2 separate regions of the Mus musculus genome follow, and region 2 is linked to region 1. The links are chromatin contacts, called in public promoter capture Hi-C maps. All regions are on one chromosome and are shown on one strand. The core of a region is the stretch at or near the end of the contact, and the rest is flanking DNA. Distances in the headings are between cores, read along the strand shown.

Region 1 (3,559 bases), core at 431-2,930:
CAGCACATTCACCTCATGATCTTATAAAGAATCTTGCAGTGGGGCTGGGGAGAGCTACATGGAGTAAGTGTTTTCACTGGAGGGGTTGGGGAGCCCTTCAAGTCACTTACAAGCCTCACAGGTGTGGTAGCTGCCTGTAAACCCAGCCCTTGGGAGGCAGAAGATAAGCGATTCCCCATAGCAATGTTGTTAGCTAGGTTATGGGGAATGGGAATGTTCTGGGTTCAGGGAAGCTATGAAAGGCTAAGGAGGAAGACAGCAGACACCAGCTTCAAGCCTGGGCCTGGGGATGTATTGTGAGGTGGCTAGAGTGTTTGCTTACCCAAGTGTGAGGCACTGAAAAGGATCCCATGTCGTTGGAAGGAGAAAACAAACTACCTTTGTACCCTGGAGGCATCTTATAAAAACCCTTGTCACAGTGGCTCCTGGATGAATGATTTATAAATACGAGGTCAGCCGGGCGGAGGTGGCCCACGCCTTTAATCCCAGCACTTGGGAGGCAGAGACAGGCAGATTTCTGAGTTCGAGGCCAGCCTGGTCTACAGCGTGAGTTCCAGTACAGCCAGGGCTGTACAGAGAAACCCTGTCTCGAAAAACCAAAAAAAACCAAACCAAACCAAAAAAACCAAAAAAAAAAAAAAAAAAAAAAACCCCACAAAACCAACCAACCAACCAAAACAAACAAACAAACAAACCGAGGACAAAAGCAATCAGCTCAGTAGAGGCTGCAGGGGACCGAGACAGTTCCAGTCATGACTCTTTCTGCATGGAGTATTCAACCCTGTCGCTCAGGAGACTACCATCCTCATAACGAGGCACTCAGTGAACTTTTGTTGAATGATGATTATCTGGAACTTGGCCCTATCAGGGAAGCTGTGGCTGCTGCCAAGCAGAGGAAACGCTCCTAAGAAGCGGAATGATAGTTTGTGGGGCACAATATGGCTGGCGTGGTTAAATACTTACTTTGTGTACGACAGGGACGACCTCGCACTCATAAACTTTCCGCTTATAGTCTTAAAACAAAACAAAACAAAAAAAGAGATCCTCCTTTAAAATAAAGCCCAGAACAAACCAGATGCTTATGTCGATCGGGATCCAAGTGAGGTGGCTAATTATGACACCCGTTGGGTTCTACTAACAAAAATCACTAGGTGTCCCACCTAGACAGACGGATCACCACCCGCAGCACCTAGCTGCGGTAGCTCTTTCTAGGTGGGATGAAGAAGCTCGCGGGAGAGGGGAGGAGCCAGCACCCTAATCCTGGCTACTCCAACTCCACCCAGGTACGCTTCCTACCCAACAACTCGGGGAGGAAGGGAAGGCTTGCGGCCGGCCCACGGCGCAGGCGCCAACCCGCCCCACGCATGCTCAGTCGGATGACGCTGCCTTTGCATACGGCCGGCGCGGGCGAGCCTCCAGGGTCTCTTCCTACGCTCCCAGTTAGTCCTGGCAGGTAGGAGCGTAGGGGGGAATCAGGTCTGGAAGGTTCTCGGCCACTTACCTCAGCAGCTTGTGCACTTTGACTGACAGCCCCGCCCCTTGGACGAAGCCGTGCGGCCTCGCTCGCCACGACGTAGACGGCGGCGTGCGCGCGCCCGCCTGAGCTGTGGGAGTTTGATGGCGGTGCTGCGCCTGTCCCTGCGGCGGTGAGGGCTAGAGGGCGGTGCTAGCGCGCATGCGTGGAGGGGGCGGAGCCCGGCTGGGCCAGACCGAGCTTTCCGAGAACACTTCCGGGTCGCTGTGGCTGCCCCGCCCCCTTCCCCGCCCCAGTCCCCCGCAGTTTTGGTTTTCTTGCGTTGGTGCTGTCTGCTCCGCCTCTCTAGCGTAGGATGTTCAGCGTTTGCTTTTTATGTGAGAATTGCACGAAAGCATATCCACTTTTCCCTCTTCAAACACCCATGACCCAGGGCTAGTCCGCTCTCCTCCTTCTGCGCAGTCTCTGCCTGGAGCTGCTCAGGAAAGGTACCACTGTGGCTTCGTGCTCAGTGCTCACACTTTGTAAAGGCTCCTTTTCGACAGAACGTGGTTTTTGAAGTGGGAAGGGATGCTAAAGGAGTAGCACACCAGGGTGGCGCGGCACAAGACTGTTAATAATTGCATCCCCCTGCCAACGTTGATTTTCTGTTTTCTCAAAGCACGAACCCTCTTCTTGCGTCCTGCAGGTGGCTGCGGATTAGCGACTTGACTGAGGGTTGGGTCAAGCATTCATTTGGAAGGGATTGTTAGGCCTTCTTTGGTGGAACTTGTTAAGTACGTGAACTTGTAGCCGCAGCCATCTGGGATGGGAACATGGGGTAGTTTATCAGGAGCCTTTAATTCCGAATTATTGATTCAAGCGTGAAGCCGTTTGTTGTGTTCTGGAGGCAGTGGCCTCGGGAAACTGTTCCTTCTCAGTACTGTGTTGGTCCGAGAACTGTGTTAGTAAGTCATATTTTAATTGTACTGTGATAGGGAAATAAATCTGATTGGAAGGTATTTATTTCTAGCATCTTTAAAACGGCTTACCTCTCTTCCGCGGGTATTGTACCGATGGTTCCTCAATGCGTTATCAAACTGGATACGATAAAATATCATACTGGATAGGGTGAATGAAGCACTCTGCTCATACTTAGGTGGCTAGCAAGACCTCACCCCCTATAGGTTAATCAGACACCTATACAAGAACTTACACTGGTGAGCTCATGGAAAGCGACACTATTTTTGCTTAGGATGTGCTGTGAACTGCCCAGTTGAGGCCTACATAATGGAGTTTTTAATTTAAATTTCTTATTACATTTATTTATTTACGAATGTAGTCTGTGCATATGTTACCTGCCTACACAGCAGAATTTTTTTTTGTTTTTTTGTTTTTTGTTTGTTTTTTGTTTTTGTTGTTTTTTGGTTTTTTTGAGACAGGGTTTCTCTGTATAGCCCTGGTTGTCCTGGAACTCACTCTGCAGACCAGGCTGGCCTCGAACTCAGAAATCCACCTGCCTCTGCCTCCAGAGTGCTGGGATTAAAGGCGTGCGCCACCACGCCCGGCTAGCAGAATTTTTTAAATTTAAAATTTTATTACATTTATTTATTTAGTCTATGCTACTTGCCTACATAATGGAGTTTCTTTTAACTTAATTTTTTATTACATTTGTTTGTTTATTTCCATATTTTGTCTGTGCGTTTGCTACCTGGCTGCATGTGTAGTCCAGAGGACAACCTGCAGGAGTCAACTTTTTCCTTCTGCCGTGTGGGTCATCGGCCTTGGGAGCAAGTGCCTTTACCTGTTGAGCCATCTTAGTGACCTAAGTATTCATTGTTTAATTAAAAAAAAAAAAATTAAACAAAAGGGCACTTTCTTTTTCAGGACTTTCCTGGAACGTCATTTGTCATGGATGTTCTACGCCCACAGATTGTAACGTTCGATGGACGGAATTATAGAAAGAATCCCATCCAGGAGAAACAGTACCAACATGAAGAAGACGAGGATTTCTATCCTGGTAATCCTGGGGGGTCTCTTAGGTCCCACAAGAGGGAAAATGTTCTTTGTACTGTAAGGGTAATTCTTTGCTTTGTTGCTGCTCAG
Region 2 (3,559 bases), core at 300-2,799, 2.8 Mb after region 1:
CTGGATAAGTGGGGTTTTGTTTTTGTTCCTGAGTTAATTTTCAAAAGTATCTTAAAAACTAAAGGGTATATCATTTCCAGTCCAAGGGTTCAGTTGCCTGACCTGGTTGTGAGACCGCAGTGGCTGTAAACTGAGTAGCCCATGGTGGATTCTTCTGTCCTCCAAACTGAGCCATGATGCAAGGGGGGGAAAACTTTCACTTGTTTCCCTTCTATAGCAGATACCTATAAAGGATATAGGAAAAGGCTAGTTTAGAGAAATCATTGATATATTAAAGACACGTTCCAAACAAGAACCAACCGAAGTGTGCAACAGAACATTTGAAATAAAACGCACAACCAGCCTATCAACAGATCACTTGTGCATACTCTATTTAAAAGATATCCTTGGGGCTGACTTAAAGGAACTTCCTTCAGTAACTACAAGGTCATTTCCTAAAAAGGTCTGCCCGAGCTTAGTGGCAAAGCCTTTAATCCCCTCCCAACCCATCCCTCCAGAGGCAGAGTCAGGCGGATCTCTATAAACTCCAGGCCAGCATGATTTATATGACATTACAAACCAGCTAGGGCTAGATACAGAGCCTCTCTCTCTGGGGACAAACGAACTTATAGACGCAGCAAGTACAGCCTGCGTGTTTCTTTGGGCGATGGTCTGAGGTCCTGCAGTGGGGTTAAATCAATAACGGAAACTGCGTCGAGACCCCCCCTCCCCCATAAAGGTATTGGCAGATACCATCTCAATAACGAACATTACTTTAAGGGCTAGGAAGTCACTATGGCCTTTGTCACCCTAGTCTCCACTCCGGGAGTGGGGAGGCAGTTGGGAGGACGCGCGGCTCCAAAAGAACCACTGCGAAGACCCCGGCTCAAAAACCCAAGAGAAAAGGAAAAGATGGGCCTGGCATCCCGGGGTGAGGACACTCATCTTCCTCCCACGCGCCGGCCGTGAAAGATGGAAGGCAGCGCCCCAGGCCGCGGCCACTGGGGCCCGCGGGTCGTCGCAGTCCCCGAGGTCCCCGGGCCGGTCTGAGAGAACCTCCAAGCGCTGGAAACGCTCGCCGCCGCCGCCCGGGGCCGGGTCTCAGCGGCGGGGCAGCGCGGGCCGGAGGACGCACGGCCTCCGGCCTGGCCCGGCCCAGTCGAAGGGGCGCAGGCCGCACCTGAGGGGCCTGGAGCCGCTGCGCTGGGGGCAGGGCGCGGCGCGTGGGGCCTACTCCGACCCGCACAAAAGGGACCGCGTCCCTCGCCCGCCGGCCCCGCGGCGTCCGCCATCACACACCCACCCGCCACCGCCACATCACTCGCTCCCTACCCCTCCGCTGACCGGCTGCCAACGAACGGAAGCAACCCGCCGCGGCCTCCCACCGCGCCACACCAAAACACTGACCAGACCTTCACCTGAGTCTGGCCCGGGTTAACCGAGAAGCCATTTCAAACCCGTCAAGCTCAGGCGCATGCGCAGACTGCTTTCCCCTCCAACCCCCCTGCCTACGCCGCACCGCCTCCCGGTTCCGAGAGGAACGGGCGCGTGCGCGAAAAAAGTTCGGCGTGCGCGCTCCCCGCGAGTGCGTTCACTGGGGAGCGAGAGCGAGCCTCAGCCGGGTTACCTTGACTTCGCTGAACAATGAGCTGGCTGTCGCTCGCCTGCTCTGAGGCCAACGCTGTCCTTCCCTGGGAGAGAGAGGGAGAGCGAGCGGCAGTCACGTGGTCCGGCCGGTGTCGCCGCCGCCATCTTGTGGTCCCTCTATTCTTGTTTGGAACATGTTTGGAAGAATAAGCCTGTAAGAACTTCGTTGTTAGCGGGCAGTGGTGGCGCACGCCTTTAATCCCAGCACTCGAGAGGCAGAGGCAGGCGGATTTCTGAGTTCGAGGCCAGCCTGGTCTACAGAGTGAGTTCCAAAACAGTCAGGGTTATACAGACATATCCTGTCTCGAAGAACAAAAAAAAAAAATTTTTTTTTGTTTACATTCTTTTCATTTTTAGAGGGTTTTGCCTCCATGATTTATGCGCACAGGTGTGGGCTTGGTGCCCCTGGAGCTGAGAAGACGACAGATCCCCCGAAACTAGAGTTCCTGACCGGTGTGAACCACCCCGTGGGTGCTGATAATCAATCCCAGGTCCTGAGAACAGAGATTAGTGCTTTTAACCGCAGTGCCATCTCCTCGGGATTAAGGCTGGAATGTGTAAAAGCGAACAACTGAGTGGATTTTAATACACTGAGTGCAGGCCATCATCACCCCTAGTATTTGAAGACCCTACTGAAAAGAAACAGCTGGAGGATTTGGGGGGCGAGAGGGAGTGGAAAGGTTGGGGGATGGGGGAAGTGCACACCTCTAATCCCAGCGCTCAAGAGGCAGAGGCAGACACAGCCAGGGCAACACAGATAAACCCTGTCTCAAAAAATGAAAGACAGAGCTATTATTAAGTCATTTTCTAATTTTGTCCTACACCTGCTGGTGACATCTAGTCAAATTCTCAACATGAAATAGCTTATGCTAGGAATCCCACATAAGATTAGCTGAGCCAAGCATGATCAGGTGGTGACCTGTAATCTAACACTTGGGAGGGAGGGGAAGGGAGGATCAGGAGTTCAAGGCCAGCCTGGACTGTGTAACACCTTATCTCATCAAACCCAATAGGATAAAATATATAGCTTTTTCTGTGGTTCCTTGTATTTTTTCCCTTAAATTTTATGAACACAGGATCACATAGGTACACGTTCTTTAATATTTTTCAAACCACAAGGGTCCTTTCTCCCACTTAAGTAAAACTTACAGAAGTTGGGTAAAATGTAACTCCTTTGTCCTTACTAATTCTGTCCTGACCTTCAAACTATTAGAATATAGTCATCACACTATAGTAATTTGTAAAAATTCAAAACAGCGTGTGCCAGGTGGCCCAGCAATAAGAGGGACAAAGTGAGAAAACTTAAATCTGAGATACCTTATCAAAAAAAGTTCTGGGGGCTGGAGAAATGGCTCAGCGGTTAAGAGCACTAACTGCTCTTCCAGAGGTCCTGAATTCAATTCCCAGCAACCACATGGTGGCTCACAACCATCGGTAATGGGATCTGATGCCCTCTTCTGGTGTGTCTGAAGACAGCTACAGTGTACTCATAATAAATAAATAAATAAATAAATACTTCTTTTTTTTTTTTTTTAAGTTCTGAAAGAAACCCCAGGCATATGTTTTTGATGTCTGTATTTTGGATTGACATGTCTCTATGACTTCTAGATTAGCTTGGTCTACATTGTAAGGCACAGGACAGCCAGGGCTACATAGTGAAAGAGTGTTTATAAAACACACAAAGCAGAGCAGTGGTGGTACATGCCTTTAATCTCAGCACTTGGGAGACAGAGGTAGGCAGATATTTAAGTTCAAGGCCAGCCTGGTCTACAGAGTGAGTTCCAGAATGGCCAGGGTGAAACAGAAAAATCCTGTCTCAAAAGACCAAAAACAAAAACAAAATAAATAAAACACACGAAACAGAGCTAGAGGGATGGTTCAGCAGTTAGGCCCACTTGATATTCTTTCCTAAACCTTGGAGCTCATCCCACCA

Evidence for each region. Capture Hi-C pulls out chosen DNA fragments and counts their contacts.
Region 2: a promoter capture Hi-C map of adipose tissue shows a contact between it and region 1, with 3 times the contacts expected there. The contact joins the promoter of Ccar1 here to the promoter of Anapc16 in region 1. A contact is called at or near these places in 1 of 39 promoter capture datasets (liver) and 1 of 9 other capture datasets (adipose tissue).

Annotation. Positions count from the first base shown.
Region 1 is chr10:60,001,455-60,005,013 of GRCm38.p6, forward strand. It overlaps Anapc16 (anaphase promoting complex subunit 16), which reads right to left and starts at 1,681. Exons shown (of 4, transcript NM_025514.3): 1 at 1,502-1,681. Ascc1 (activating signal cointegrator 1 complex subunit 1) reads left to right here and starts at 1,351. Exons shown (of 11, transcript NM_026937.3): 1 at 1,351-1,453; 2 at 3,341-3,473. The coding sequence starts at 3,365.
Region 2 is chr10:62,790,819-62,794,377 of GRCm38.p6, forward strand. It overlaps Ccar1 (cell division cycle and apoptosis regulator 1), which reads right to left and starts at 1,550. Exons shown (of 25, transcript NM_026201.3): 1 at 1,398-1,550; 2 at 103-224. The coding sequence starts at 175.